Regions from separate parts of the Sus scrofa genome. Here all the other regions are linked to region 1. A link is a contact called in public Hi-C and HiChIP or PLAC-seq data. All regions are on one chromosome and are shown on one strand. The core of a region is the stretch at or near the end of the contact, and the rest is flanking DNA. Distances in the headings are between cores, read along the strand shown. Region 1 holds the start of CDC42SE1 (CDC42 small effector 1). Region 2 holds the start of RPRD2 (regulation of nuclear pre-mRNA domain-containing protein 2). Region 3 holds the start of PRPF3 (pre-mRNA processing factor 3). Region 4 holds the start of SF3B4 (splicing factor 3B subunit 4). Region 5 holds the start of C4H1orf54.

Evidence for each region. Hi-C and Micro-C count contacts between places; a contact is called where the count stands out from the background. HiChIP or PLAC-seq counts read pairs in DNA pulled down with a chosen protein or histone mark.
Region 2: a contact with region 1 is called in an H3K27ac HiChIP or PLAC-seq map of alveolar macrophages. The contact joins the promoter of RPRD2 here to the promoter of CDC42SE1 in region 1. A contact is called at or near these places in 1 of 5 promoter capture datasets (liver) and 2 of 2 datasets of contacts at active chromatin or transcription factors (alveolar macrophages and skeletal muscle).
Region 3: an H3K27ac HiChIP or PLAC-seq map of skeletal muscle shows a contact between it and region 1, with 4 times the contacts expected there. The contact joins the promoter of PRPF3 here to the promoter of CDC42SE1 in region 1. A contact is called at or near these places in 2 of 5 promoter capture datasets (fetal liver and liver) and 2 of 2 datasets of contacts at active chromatin or transcription factors (alveolar macrophages and skeletal muscle).
Region 4: a contact with region 1 is called in a Hi-C map of embryonic fibroblasts, with 2.2 times the contacts expected there. The contact joins the promoter of SF3B4 here to the promoter of CDC42SE1 in region 1. A contact is called at or near these places in 1 of 5 promoter capture datasets (fetal liver) and 1 of 47 Hi-C or Micro-C datasets (embryonic fibroblasts).
Region 5: a contact with region 1 is called in an H3K27ac HiChIP or PLAC-seq map of alveolar macrophages. The contact joins the promoter of C4H1orf54 here to the promoter of CDC42SE1 in region 1. A contact is called at or near these places in 1 of 5 promoter capture datasets (fetal liver) and 2 of 2 datasets of contacts at active chromatin or transcription factors (alveolar macrophages and skeletal muscle).

Annotation. Positions count from the first base shown.
Region 1 is chr4:98,171,334-98,174,033 of Sscrofa11.1, reverse strand. CDC42SE1 (CDC42 small effector 1) reads right to left here and starts at 1,366. Exons shown (of 5, transcript NM_001190193.1): 1 at 1,308-1,366. MLLT11 (myeloid/lymphoid or mixed-lineage leukemia; translocated to, 11) reads left to right here and starts at 2,360. Exons shown (of 2, transcript NM_001244607.1): 1 at 2,360-2,515.
Region 2 is chr4:98,733,307-98,736,006 of Sscrofa11.1, reverse strand. It overlaps RPRD2 (regulation of nuclear pre-mRNA domain-containing protein 2), which reads left to right and starts at 1,401. Exons shown (of 11, transcript XM_013988087.2): 1 at 1,401-2,700.
Region 3 is chr4:98,770,266-98,772,965 of Sscrofa11.1, reverse strand. It overlaps PRPF3 (pre-mRNA processing factor 3), which reads left to right and starts at 1,335. Exons shown (of 16, transcript NM_001135965.1): 1 at 1,335-1,361. It overlaps LOC110260326 (a long non-coding RNA gene), which reads right to left and starts at 1,193. Exons shown (of 2, transcript XR_002343444.1): 1 at 961-1,193; 2 at 172-423.
Region 4 is chr4:99,122,295-99,124,994 of Sscrofa11.1, reverse strand. SF3B4 (splicing factor 3B subunit 4) reads right to left here and starts at 1,431. Exons shown (of 6, transcript XM_001926489.5): 1 at 1,304-1,431; 2 at 696-824; 3 at 1-159. The coding sequence starts at 1,337. It overlaps MTMR11 (myotubularin related protein 11), which reads right to left. Exons shown (of 17, transcript NM_001243446.1): 17 at 2,186-2,700.
Region 5 is chr4:98,813,313-98,816,012 of Sscrofa11.1, reverse strand. C4H1orf54 reads left to right here and starts at 1,386. Exons shown (of 6, transcript XM_001924595.5): 1 at 1,386-1,528. The coding sequence starts at 1,420.

The DNA.
Region 1 (2,700 bases), core at 117-2,616:
GTGGACAGAAGTGGATGGTGGGAAGGGAGAGGAGAGAAGAGGGGGAGGAGGAGAGAGAGGGAAAGGGGCAGTGGAGGGAACAAGGACATTTCTGTTCCTGTTCCAGGGACCTGGCCAGAGCTGGGTGGAGGGAGACTGTGTGTGGGACTCAGCATGAAATGTCCAATAATGATGAGGAGTGACCAGGAAATTCCATTCCCTAGGACACAGGACATAAGGGTCTCTGAAACTTGGGGGTGGGGTGAGTGAGAGGAGAAAACCGGGCAGGGTGAATGTGCTGGTGGAGACGGGGGAGGGGAACAAGGCCAGAAAAGGAAGTAAGAGTGATTGGCTGCCACTCTCCTTTAAAATATCTTGAATGGGTTGAGGAAAAATCAAGTCTTGAACTGGAAAGTCCAGGAGGAAGAGCACCTGAACCCACTACCCACTGTCTCAACCCCACAATAAAGGGGAAGGGGCTGGGTAAACAGCAGCAGGGGTCAGGATTAGATCACGTAAGGCCGCATCCTGACAGCCAAATAGTGCAGAGAACTGGTAGGTAAGGTGAAATGCAGAGCTGGAAAGACATCAAGGTCACAATGGAGCTTAAGAGCTTTAAAACTACTGGGGAGTGAGAAGTGGGGAGAAAGGTTCCAGGGAGGAAGGATGTACAGAGGTAGTTCCCTGGTCCTGTTCTAGCCCCAAACCGGTTTTCCCGGTCCCGCTGCCTCCAGCCTCAAGGCCTCCAACCCGCTGCCTGACAAGCCTTCACAAGAAGCAGCTGGAGAGAAAGAGAAAGAGAACTGAGAGAATGGAGTGGGCTGTTCTGGCTATGAGCCCAGGACTGCAGCTGGTCCCCTATGGAGACCTCCAGACATGGAGGGCTGCTGCGGGGGCTCTAGAGAAATAGAGGTGAACCCCATCTTTCAGTCAAGTGACAAGCATTTGCCCCAGGACCAACTGTGTCCTTCCCCAGGTAGGTCTTGGGGAGGCTCAAGAGGAAACAGAGCTAGGCCCTAAAAACTCCCCCTTCCCAATATATTCAGTGACATAGATTCCATTTCTGCTCACCCCCACCCCCAACTCTACCTGGAAAGTCTCTGCTCCTCCCGAGGCTGAATTAGGATTGGGACCTCTCTGTGAATCTTTCCAACTGAGCCACTGCCTTCCGTGGCTGCCTGTCTCAGATCTAGACTCTCCCGGACCAGCTCCGCTTCACTTTGTCGGCACAGCCAACACTGAGGCTAGTTGAGTCTCAAAAGAGACTTTCTTCCCAACTCCCCAACACTCCAGACCCTTCTTTCCCTTCTACTCTTCATGGGCCTCACCTGTGCACCGCCCGAGCGTGGACAGGGACGGTCACTCACCGAGCGCACCCCTTCTGCCACCGACCCAGCATCTCGGCAGACGCGGACGCCCTTCTCCCCCACCCCCAGCATCCGGTGCGTCTCCGCCTGGCTGGGCAGGCGGGGCGCACCGGCCGAGCGACCGACTCCCAGTCCTCACCTGCTCTGCTACGGCATCCAGGCGTCCGGCAGCTGGTGGGGGGCCCCCGCTCGGTGCCCGCCAATGTGGGGTTCCCGGGCTCGCTCCTCGGCGCGGTGGGGAGCCGAGGGCGGGCCGGCAGAGGTGGGGCTGGCCGAGGGCGGAAACGGCCGCGACGCGATTACGAAACCCGTCCGGCTGGGAGCCGGGCGCACAGCTCCACTCTGGACTAAGGAGGCACTGCTCTGTGAAGGGACGTGGGAGGGGCCTCGGAAGCCCCCGGGGGCCGCCGCCCCTGCGGGTTGAACCCGGGAAAGTGGACCCTCGAGGAGGGCCTGGCATCCAAGCTGGACCCTCCGGAATCGCACTATCTCTTCGCGCGCCAGACGTTGCGGGGCAAGAGGAAGCGGAGCCCCCAAATCCTCCGGCCCCAACCTTTTTCAGAGATTTGCAGAAGCACGCACAGCCCCCAGTCTTCCTGTGCCCTATACCAGATGGAATAGAGCTGGGTGTATTTACCCGCCGGGAGGGTGGGGAGGCAAATCGGGAAGGATGGAGAATTTTTCTGATTCTCAAAAACAGTTCGTAACCTGAAATCAAATTGGGGAATAAAAGGACACTCCTCTCCTCCATCAATAGAGTTAAGATATTTAATCTATAGACCTAAAAGTAGAGGACAACGGACTGCTCATTCATTGCACCCTCAGTCAGCATGGGGGTGCTGGAAGAGCTCAGGAATCTTTGCGCAGACCAATGAGCCTACGGAGATGCTTTAATCCTGTCTCCCTCCCTAACGTGTTCTGGAACCTATCATTTGAATTAGCCGAGTCAGGCAGGGAGGGGGCGGGAAGTCCTTCCGCCCTTCTTAGGAGGGGCTGCATTGCAGGGGGAGACTGAGCAGACTGACTCAGTCACTGAACAGGGAGAGGGAGTGAGAAGACAAAGCCGTCAAAACCCCAGTAGCTTTCTTTTTCTCCAGCCCAGAGCAGACACCGGAGCTCCGAGGTACTCCCTCCATCTTTGGAACACGCTCATAATTCATCGATAACAGGTAAAGTAAACTGAGGGAGGGGGGCCAGGGGGCTGCAAAGATAAAGAGCAGCTGTTTCTAGTTAGACTGAAGACCCCAAATGAGGATGAGGTTGGGGGATAGTTCAAGAGGAGAGAAGGCAGCGCTGTGAACAGCAGATAGTAATTTGTTCACGGTTTTACATGTCTTTGCTAAGATCTCCATCC
Region 2 (2,700 bases), core at 152-2,651, 560 kb before region 1:
TCATGGCAATGCTGGATCCTTAACCCACTGTGCAAGGCCAGGGACCGAACCCTCAGCCTCACGGCTCCTAGTCAGATTCGTTAACCACTGTGCCAGGACGGGAACTCTCCAAAGTCTACTTCCTTTTTTTTTTATTTTCAGGGCCACACCCGAGGCATATGGAGGTTCCCAGGCTGGGGGTCTAATAAGAGCTACAGTTGCTGGCCTACACCACAGCCACAGCAACACCAGATCCGAGCCACGTCTGCCACATACACCACAGCTCATGGCAAAGCCAGATTCTTTTATTTTTATTTATTTTATTTTATCTTTTTGTCATTTCTTGGGCCGCTTCCGCAGCATATGGAGGTTCCCAGGCTAGGGGTCTAATCGTAGCTGTAGCAGTGGCTACAGCAACGCGGGATCTGAGCCAAGTCTGTAGCCTACACCACAGCTCATGGCATCGCCGGATCCTTAACCCACTGAGCAAGGCCAGGGATCGAACCCACAACCTCATGGTTCCTAGTCGGATTCACTAACCATTGAGCCACGATGGGAACTCCCAAAGCCAGATTCTTAACCCACTAAGCCAGGCCAGGGAAGGAACACAACAACCTCGTGGTTCCTAGTCAGATTCATTTCTGCTGCTCCGGGGAACTCCCCAAAATCTATTTTCCACACAACAACCAACATGATCTTTTAAAAAGAATGCGATGTAACTTTTCTTCTTAAAAACACTCTGCTTAAAATTGCTCCCCAACTCAACGTTAAAAGCCAAAGTCCTTCCAGTGGCCTTCCAGGGTCTATGTGAACTCTTTTCCTTCATCTCTGAGATCTCATATTCTACCACTTGACGCCTCTCTTACTCTTCTCTAGCCACAGTGGCCTCCTTGTTTTCCCTCTAAGGTATCAAAACATTCCTGTATTAGGTCCTTTACACTTGCTGTTCTGTCTGCCACCATGTTTTCTTCCCCCTTTCCCATATTTGCTTGGTTGCCTTGTTCTCAACATTCACATCAAGTATCACTTACTACCAGAAGCCATCCTTGATCACCAAACTCTCACTCCCATTCTCTTACAGTGTTATATGTGCAGTGCCCTTCCTCTCCCTTACCCTGCTTCATGCTTCTTGAGAGAAATTATTACTTCCTGATATATGTATTTTTTATGGTCTCCTGCCACTAAGCCCTGGAGGGAAGGGACTTTGTCATTTTGCTGTATTCCCCCACGTCTAAAACTGTACTTGACATAAGACGTTCGACAACTTTTTGTTGAATTAACAAATACTAGATTTGAGCTTGACAAAACAGGTTCCTCGCCTCAAGAAACCTGAGTCTACTAGGGAGAGTGAAAGAGTTAAAATACAATAATTACACGTGTTTAGTGGAACACAGGAGCCTCCAAATCTGTCCAGATGATTTACATAGGAAAATGGGATGGCATGGTTAATCTAGGTTGTGCTAATCAATACAATAGATATCTAAGTCTTTTGGAAACTATGTTTCATGCAGTTATGAAACTGTACCATAATTGGTGAAGGTGCGATTACTTCGCCTTTTATTCTTTTCTCGTCTCAAATTCTACAGGGAAATTTTCCGTTTCACTTCATTTACTTCCTTTCCCTATAATCCAACGTCAAGTGGCTGTAAATGGTATTGTCCAAGGAGAGTGTAAAATATTGCTCGGTCTGGGAGTCTGCGTAGTGAATGGCGCAAGGGAGCTGGCGCATGCGCATCGTCTGAGACACGGCAAAATGGCTGCCAGGTACTTTGTCGCGTTCCATGCCCCAAGGAGTTGCCAGCAGCGGCGGCGGCGGTAGCTGCAGGTGCCAGAACGTAACAGTGGCTGCTAAGCGGTGGGAGTTTCTCGGCCCTGTTGTGTGAGCTGGACTGCTCCGAGAGAGACCTCGCTAGGAAGCAAAACGCCGGGTGGAGCGGTGAAGCCCCTCCCCCAACCTCTCCTTAGTTTGACCAACTCCCTCACCCTCCCCTCCAGGTTTCTCCTCCCAACCCGCTACACGCTGGCTTATTGCGCAGGCGCACAAATAATCGGAGTGTCTCCTTAGCCCTTGGGGCTTGTGGGCTTCTGCGCGCGCTTCTCGTTCCTCTCCCTTGATTGGCCAGGTTGCCCCGCCATCACGCCTCCCTCCGCTTTCTAGGTTGAGAAGGAAGCGGGGGGGCGGAGCCAAGCAGCGCGTGCGCGATACTGTTGCTGTCCCTTTGCTGCTATTGCGTTGCAAAAAAAATCCTGACTAGGTAGCCTTGGGCCTTTCCTGTGTTAGAGGACCTAAAGGGGAGAGAGATTTCTGCAGCTGAAGGGGCAGTCGGGTAGTATTAACTGTAAGATATTAACGCCCGTTCTTAGAGGAGTGTGGGGAAGGGGCTTAAGCATTGAGAGCCGAAGAGTATAAAACCATTAATTTCTGGGCCAGGCGTTTAGAAAAGGCTTTGCAGGACGTGTTTTCTGCGTTTCTTCCGAGATTACTGACTGGTTTAAACACAATCCTTTGAACAATTTTGATAAACCTTCGAAACCCGCAGCCCCTCCTTGCAACGTGTAGGAGCCACCAGCGTGCCCAGCAGCTGGTCCTCCCGTCCTACCTCCAGAAGAGCCTAGCGCGTGCACCATCTCCACCCCCTGGCCTCCCTCCCCACCTGCGGCTTTCACGCACTCGCAGTGATTGTTTTGCCGGCTCCCGCCGCCGCCGCCGCCGCCGCCGCG
Region 3 (2,700 bases), core at 86-2,585, 600 kb before region 1:
GGGATCAAACTTGCATCCCAACACTGCAGAGATGCTGTGATCCTGTTGGGCCACAGTGGGAACTTCATGAGTTTAGCTTTATATAAGTTCTTTACTGAGGGAGACACAGGTTTAAGAAGCACTTGAATCGTGTTCTGCTGGACTACAAAATTGGGGAGGCTTACAAGCTTACAGGTAGTTAAATAAGTTGTTTATTAAAAATTATAATTGGAGGAATTATAATTGGGGTTAAGAACTAGTATCCACGAGGATGTGGGTTTGATCCCACATCAAACTGGCCTTGCTCAGTGGGTTAAGGATCCAGTGTTGCAGCAAGCTGCAGTGTAGAACACAGGTGCGGCTCAGATCCAGTGTGGCTGTGGCTGTGGCACAGACCAGCAGGTGCAGCTCCGATTCAACCTCTAGACCAGCAACTTCTGTATTCTGCAAGTTAGGCCGTAAAAAGGAAGAAAAAAAAAGAAAAGAATTATAATTGGAGCTGGCAAGAAGTAAAGGTGCTTGTTAGGTAAGGATTAGTTGAGGACCAAAATGGTTGATTAGGAATTCCTGTCCTGGCTCAGCGAGTAAAGAACCCCACTAGTATCCATGAGAACACAGGTTCCATCCCTGGCCTTGCCCAGTGGATTAAGGAGCCAGTGTTGCCCTGAGCTGTGGTGTAGGTCACAGTCCTAGCTCTGATTCTGCGTGGCTGTGGCATAGGCCAGAAGCTGCAGCTCTGATTCAACCCCTAACCCGAATTTATATATGCTGCAGGTGGGGCCTAAAAAGTACTAGACTGCCAGCAATTATTTGTTTTGCGAATGAATGGAAGAAAGAAACAAAGGTGTGTGAGAGGGTACTATCTTCAGACTCCTCCCACACTAGTCGGTTTTCTGGGTCTCTTGGCACCACTGTTAAGGACAAAGGCTAAGGAGAGAGTGGTTAATACTAACGATCACTACTCTGAAGTTTACTTCCTACCAGAAAGTCCAGGTTTAGCCCAAACGCAGAAGCTCTGCTTTTAGTTCTAGCCATAGCCTTAGCGCACTTATTCTCCACGGGAATACTACAAGCAGCTCAATTTATGCTTCAGGTAACATTAATTTTGCGCTAATGTAGTTAACAGGTTTAGCACGGGGAACCGAAGGAGCCAAGTAGCTTGCCGGGGGAAATCGTTACGGCTCCGCCACGCATGCGCTCCGCCGCGGAAAAGTAGCTACTACGGCTGCGCGAACCGGGGCCCCGCCCTCTTTCGTCACAAGTTGTGGGACCGTGGCGAGGCAGCAGCCGTGGCGGTAGCGACGGCAGGCCGTAGGGCGGTCGGAGGGTTTCCGGTTCCGGTGTAACGTTCGGGCTCCGTCTCAGGGGCTGAAGTTTGTGAGGTGAGTAGTGGCCCCGGGCCCAGAGAGGGTATGCTCGGGTCCTAGCGGCTGGGGCTAAGTTTCAGTCCAAAGGGAGGACCGAGGCGGGAGGTTCAACAGAAAGGAGGCTGAGGAAAGAACCAGGTTCTGTGCGAGAACGGGTTGGAATGAGATTGTTGAGAGGAAAAGGGCGGGGGCGGGAAAGGGACAGGGTGAGGAGACTACCTCTGAGATGAGTTTGGGTAGAACAAGGTGGGGAAAGGGTCCGGTCAGAGAGATGGAGAGAGCAAAAAGCAAAGGATAGGGTTTAAGGGAGGAAATTCGACTTGTAGCAAAGAAGAGCACGAAGTAAGGAATTCCTTCAGAAGATTAGATTCTGCTACCTGCTCATTGAGATCATTCTGCCTTCCTCTCTCTCCCTCCACACCGTAACCACCCCCACCCCGCCCCACGCAGTTATTGTTGAACGTCTGATTAATGACAAAGCTAGTTACTATTTGGAAGTTTGATTTTTGCCCACTGACTGTTTAGTCTGCACGTTATATTATGGAGGGAATGGGTTGAAATTGAGTACATAAGTATAGTGCTTGGGCATACGGTTCGTTTATAGAGTGGTACCCCGTTTATTGCTTTGGATTTTCAAACGGCTTAAACTTTCTAATCTATGATTCAGTTCTAGTGGAATATAAGCCCTCTAAGGTGAGGATTCTTGTCTCTTTTGTTCACTGTTGTATGTATCCTTGGCAGTATCCCACTACATTAACACTTAGTTGTTGTGCAGTAAATACTTACTGAATGAATTAAGTGCCAGATAGCTATGGCAGTTGTCCTCCTTTTGTAAGATGAATGAACTGAGGCTCAGAGGAATTGCTTGACAGAAGGTTAGTAAATGGAAGAGCTCTTTCTTCACTCCCTATGTTGTCTGAATACCCTTCTTTTGAGCATTGAACAGTTAGCATGTTGAAATTGATAAGCTATAGTGCTGTCTCATGATGGGTAAATAGAGCCATCATAGATTTATTATATAACATGTCAGTAAGACACAAAATCTTTTACTCCTAGTTTCATGACTTCACTAGCTTCATATGGTTATACCAAAATTAAATACACTGTTTAGCAACAGGTCTTATAGAGGATAAACCTACCAAGAATGCAGAAGTTAATTAGACTGTACCGGAGTTCTTGTCGTGGCTCAGTGGTTAACGAATCCGACTAGGAACCATGAGGTTGTGGGTTCGATCCCTGGCCTTGCTCAGTGGGTTGAGGATCCGGCGTTGCCGTGAGCTGTGGTGTAGGTCGCAGACTCGGCTCGGATCCCACGTTGCTGTGGCTCTAGCGTAGGCCGGCGGGTACAGCTCCG
Region 4 (2,700 bases), core at 182-2,681, 950 kb before region 1:
CCAGGTTTCCAATGAAAATGTTGGCTCCCACATCCAGGTTTTTGTTGTGAGCTGATGCCTTGTTCACCCGTATCGGCTTCCCATAGAGTTTGATCATGTTCATGATCTTAATGGCATAGTCAGCATCTTCCTCACTTAAGAACTCCACGAAACCATAGCCTAGGGAAATGGAAAAGAAGAGTTAACTTAAGTGAAGCGATTCAAAATGAGGTATAACTCACCTTCTAAAGTACAAAGAACAAGAAAAAATAATCCTACTTCAACTGAGAATGGTTCCAGAAACAAACTGAGTTTAAGAGAAAGAAAACTTTAGCTTGCTTATTCCAAACAGTTGTGAATACTGCCGGGACCTTCCAGGAGCAGTTTGTTTCCTCAAAACATAACTGCACTTCTTGGGAGTTCCCGTCGTGGCTCAGTGGTTAGCGAATCCGACTAGGAACCATGAGGTTGTGGGTTCGATCCCTGCCCTTGCTCAGTGGGTTAAGGATCCGGCGTTGCCAGTGAGCTGTGGTGTAGGTTGCAGACGCCGCTCGGATCCCACCTTGCTGTGGCTCTGGCATAGGCCAGTGGCTACAGCTCCGATTCAACCCCTAACCTGGGAACCTCCATATGCCGCGGGAGCGGCCCTAGAAATGACAAAAAGACCAAAAAATAAATTAAATGAAAAATAACTGCACTTCTTGCCATGTACTCACCTTGATGCTGACCAGTGACTCTATCCTTTGGCATGTGGGTGTTGACTACTGGCCCTGCCTGGAGAAACAGTTCCCACAGCAGTGGTTCGCTAACTTTCTCATCGAGGCCCCCCACGTACACAGTGGCATCTGGAGGACAGGGTTAGGAGGTTAGGACAGAGATGAGAGGAAATAAGGAGGTGACGGGAACATGAAGTCGGAACCCAGGCGGTGGAGTTGCGGGTGGAGATGGGGTATTGGAGCAAAGAGAAAAAGAAAAGAAAAAAAAAAAAAAAAAAAAAAAAAGACGTTAGCTTATACCCCTACACCGCCCTCCATTCCAGGTAATACAAAATCTTCTTAAATATAATTTAAAGTTCTGGCGCACATTCTCTTTGTAATTTTTTGTGTGCGTGAGTGGGAAGGCAGCAGGGGATGGGACATAGACAACATCACACCTACAGGCCTCAGCCTCTGGGCACCCGTCCATCCCGCCCCAGCAGGCATCAGGCCGGTCTAGCGCCTTTTGGGATGCTCCAATCTCCCGCCCTGGCGGAAACACTGCTGGCTGTAACCCGAGATCCCCCAAACTCCCCTGGGCCCATCCCGGACTTGTGCCCTCCACTCACCCTGATTCCGCTCGGAGATCGGCCCAGCAGCCATGGCGAAAGACCTCCCGCCGTCTCCAGGCAGCGATACCGCCTCCTGACCGCAGTACTACTTCCACTTCCGGGGCGAAGGCGGACGTAGAGGCGGTGGGCGGGGCCTATGCAGGGGAGGAGCCGGAAGCGGCCGCGGCCATTTTAGGAGCCGCTGAGACTTGAAGTGATTGGTGTTACCGTGTTCCGCGGTCTTTGGTTTTGTGTTGAAGTGCCGCTCTGACAGGTTAGGGCGGGGAACGCGGATCGGAATCTCTCAAACGCCCTAAGGCAGTGCTTGAAGTTAAAGGATCACGCTGCTCCCAAAAATGTCAATTCAGGAGCTAAGAGAACAATATTTTTCGTATATTTTGTGGCCTCCTTTGATTCCCAGAGAAGGGTCTTCTGCCCAAGGCGTGGAGGCAGCTGTCCACCCCGGCCCGCAGCCTTTGGACAGATGGGGCCCCATAGTCCTGGCCTGGGCTTTCATTTTTCCTCAGGGAAGGGATTGCGGAATGTCTGAGCTGGAGTGACGTTGAGCTTGCCTAGTCAGTATTGCATTGGGGGTGACGGGAACCAGAGGCTCAGAGATGGGAGTGTGTGTGACCAGCGCTGAAGAGTGGTTAACACTGAAGTCCAGAGGCTTTGGTCTCAACCCCCAGAGCACACCCCAGCCCCAACAACAACGTCTGGGTCTGTTTTTGCCACATCAGCACCACAGGGAGAACCCAAACTATGAATTCTGCAGAGCTTCACCTGAACCATCCCCTTATTTCCTTAGCAGTAATTCGGTCTGTATCTTCCTCTCTTGAGTCACACCATCACTATCTTACCTAGGTTCCTTTATTCAGACACAAGAAACAATGCCAGCAGTGTGTATAAATACTGTGATTTAATGAACTCCTTAAATAGAAATGCCGTTACAAAAATATACAATTGGAAAAGACTGGGTGTCTCCCATAGCCACACCACACCCAGAGAAAACTTTAAGGGAAGAAATAGAAATTGGAATCAAAGGAGCAGCAGGGGGAGGTGAGAAGGAGGTCTGTAGGCCATCTTGTTGGCACTGACAAATTGTTTCTCTGACCTCACAATTTACCAGCTCAGTATCCAAAATTTCCATCCAAAAGGGTTGGAATGCATGAAAAAAGGGCAATCATATTCCGGATTGGTTTTGTTGGTTTTGTTTCTTTAATTCTTCAGGTCACAAGAAACTATTTAAACCAAGAAGGATAGGGTAAGAGTTGGATAAGGTTAGCCACCTATCAGCTATGGAAACTCAAGTCAGTGAGCTTGTTTAAAGGCTGGCATATGAAAGCTGAGGGAGTAAAACCAGATAAGATTTGAAGGATTAGACAGAATTCTCCCTCACCCCAGACCACTCTCTG
Region 5 (2,700 bases), core at 137-2,636, 640 kb before region 1:
ACCTGCATTCTTTTCTTATTCCCTTGCCTATGAACACTGAATTGCCTCTGAGACTAAGCCTGATGCTGTGCCTAAGCACATATGTTACTAAATGTTCCTAAAGTGAATTGAATCAAAATGGGGAATACAAAAGCAGAGAGACATAAAATGAACTCACCCTGTGGGTTGGATTGAAGGGAACACACCAAGTGACAAAGTGGGAGAAAGGGTATGGCATATAGAACAGGGAAAGAGACTACCTGCTTCCCCCCTTCTCCCATCCTGTGTGCAGAAAGTTGAGAAAGAGGTGAGGTGAGGTCAGTCCTTAGCTGAGGGGAAGTAACTGGCCTTGACTGAAGGTTTTGTTTTTTTTTTTTTTTTTTCTTTTTTTCAGAAGCATTGCAGCAGGTGCTTTGAGAGTTAGACGATGGTGTTGATATTGCTCTCATACTTCATAGTCTAAAGCAGAGGAGAGAGAGAATTTTCTCTCTTTTTTAATTTTTTCTTAAAAAAATGCTCATCCTCTCCTCAGAATATTTTGACTGTGAAGAAATAGATTGTGATGAAGTCTCAGTGAGAAGGGCAGCTCTGGGTGATGACAGTTAGGGACAGTAAGAGCTAAGTTGAGCTTTTTGTGAGGACTGGGAGCAAGAAAGGAAAGGAGAGGAGTTGGGGGGGCGGGATTCCTTGATAGGCTGGGTTTTGGGGTTTGAGGTTTTTGTTTGTTTGTTTGTTTGTTTTGTTTTGTTTTGTTTTGCCATACTATACCTGCAGCATGCAGAAGTTCCTGGGCCAGGGAATCCCCACCATAGCAGCCACCCCAGCTGCTGCAGTGAAACACTTAACAAGGATCTTTAACCTACTGAGTCATAAGAGAATTCTGTTTGGGTTGGGGTTTTTTGGTTTGTTTGTTTGTTTTCTGGAAATGGCAGCAGGAGTCCTGAATGAATCTAGTCTATGTAGGGCTGGGGGAGCTCGATGAACACGTTTCCATCAAAATTCACTTTGCCTCTTGGGAGTTCCCTGTGTGGCTGAGTGGTTAACGAACCCGACTAGTATCCATGAGGACTTAGATTCCACCCCTGGTCTTGCTCAGTGGTTTAAGGATCCAGCATTGCCTTGAGCTGTGGTGTAAGTGGAAGACAGGCTAGGATCCCGAGTTGCTGTGGCTGTGGCGTAGGCTGGCAGCCACAGCTCCAATTTGACCCCTACCCTGGAAACCTCCATGTGAGGAGGGTGGGGCCCTAAAAAGACAAAACACAGAAAAAAATAATAATAATTCACTTTGCCTCTCTTGATCTGTGGAGCTCTGGCTCAGAACCCTGGCGGTAGTAACTGAAGTTCTAGTCAGTCAGCAAGTGGGCAGGGAATGCCCCAGCCCCCTGGGAGAAGAGTTGCTGCAGCTCCCTCCTTGCCTTGGGGGAGGGCCGGAGGCGGGGAATGTTTGGTGGGAAACGCTGTAACTTCCTTTTTTACTTGCAAGGCAATAGTGAAGAATCCAGAATGGATGTCCTCTTTGTAGCCATCCTTGCCGTGCCACTCATCCTGGGTAAGTTCACATCTCTCTCTGAGCTTTTGGGCCAGGTCTTCTACAATAAGCAGGATGGGAGAAAAGAAAATGAGGGGAGGGTGGGAGGTAAGAAGTTAATAAGGAGTGATTAACGTGCTCTCGAGTGTGTTAGATATTTGGGGCAGAGGGGGGAACTGGAAATTAGAGCCAGGCATGGGAGAGGAAAGCAGAGCCTTGTCAAAGAAGAGGCAGCTGATGGGGATGGAGCCCAGCCATGGGGAAGTCCTAATAAGAGTGAGCTCAACTCACCATCACCACGGAATTGAACGAGATGAGAAAGACCAAAGTGAGAGTGGAGAGAGGTAGACTCTTTGAAGGTGGGGCAGTCTGAAACTAGAGAGGGAAGCCAGGGTATCTTCTTTCACATCAAGTTGGAGGAAAAAAAAAAAAAATTCCTTGTATTAGTAAAGACACAGAAGGAGTGGCCTTAAGGATAACGAGTACTGGCTGCCTTCAGGGACGGGGTCCCCAAAGTAGCTTGGCTCCTTCCCTCTTTTGTTCCCCGTCTGCCAGGTGCTCTCATTGTTTGCCTTTCCTCCAGATTCCTGTGTCATTGCTTGGGGTAAGAGAGAGCTTTCAAGGAGCTTAGGGAAATGTTTAGCAGGAGGCCTAGAGTTCATGACCAAACCATACCAAAGATGCATATTTTTAGTCCTAGAAAGGAAAAGCTAATGCAGCCAGATCATTTAGTCCAGCTGACTCATTTTAAGAAAAGGGATGTTAGACGGCTTGTTCAGAGATATTCCAGAGTTAGAGGTAAAATTGGAACAAAAACCCGAGTTCAGAAACCAGAAAAAAACCCACAATAAAACCTAAATTTTGGGGACTTCCCTTTGTGGCTCAGCAGTTAACGATCCTGACAAGGATCCATGAGGATTTGGGTTCGATCTCTGGCCTCACTCAGTGGGTTAAGGATCCGGCGTTGCCATGAGCTGTGGTGTAGGCAGGCAGCTGTAGCTCCAATTCAGCCCCTAGCCTGGGAACTTCCATATGCTTCAGGTACGGCCCTAAAATGACAAAAGACAAATAAACAAAACACAAATTTCACCGTGGAGTTCTCTTGTGGCACAGTGGGGTTAAGGACCCGGCGTTGTCATTGCAGCCGTGTGCAATGACACTGCTGTGGTGTGGGTTTGATCCTTGTCCTGGGA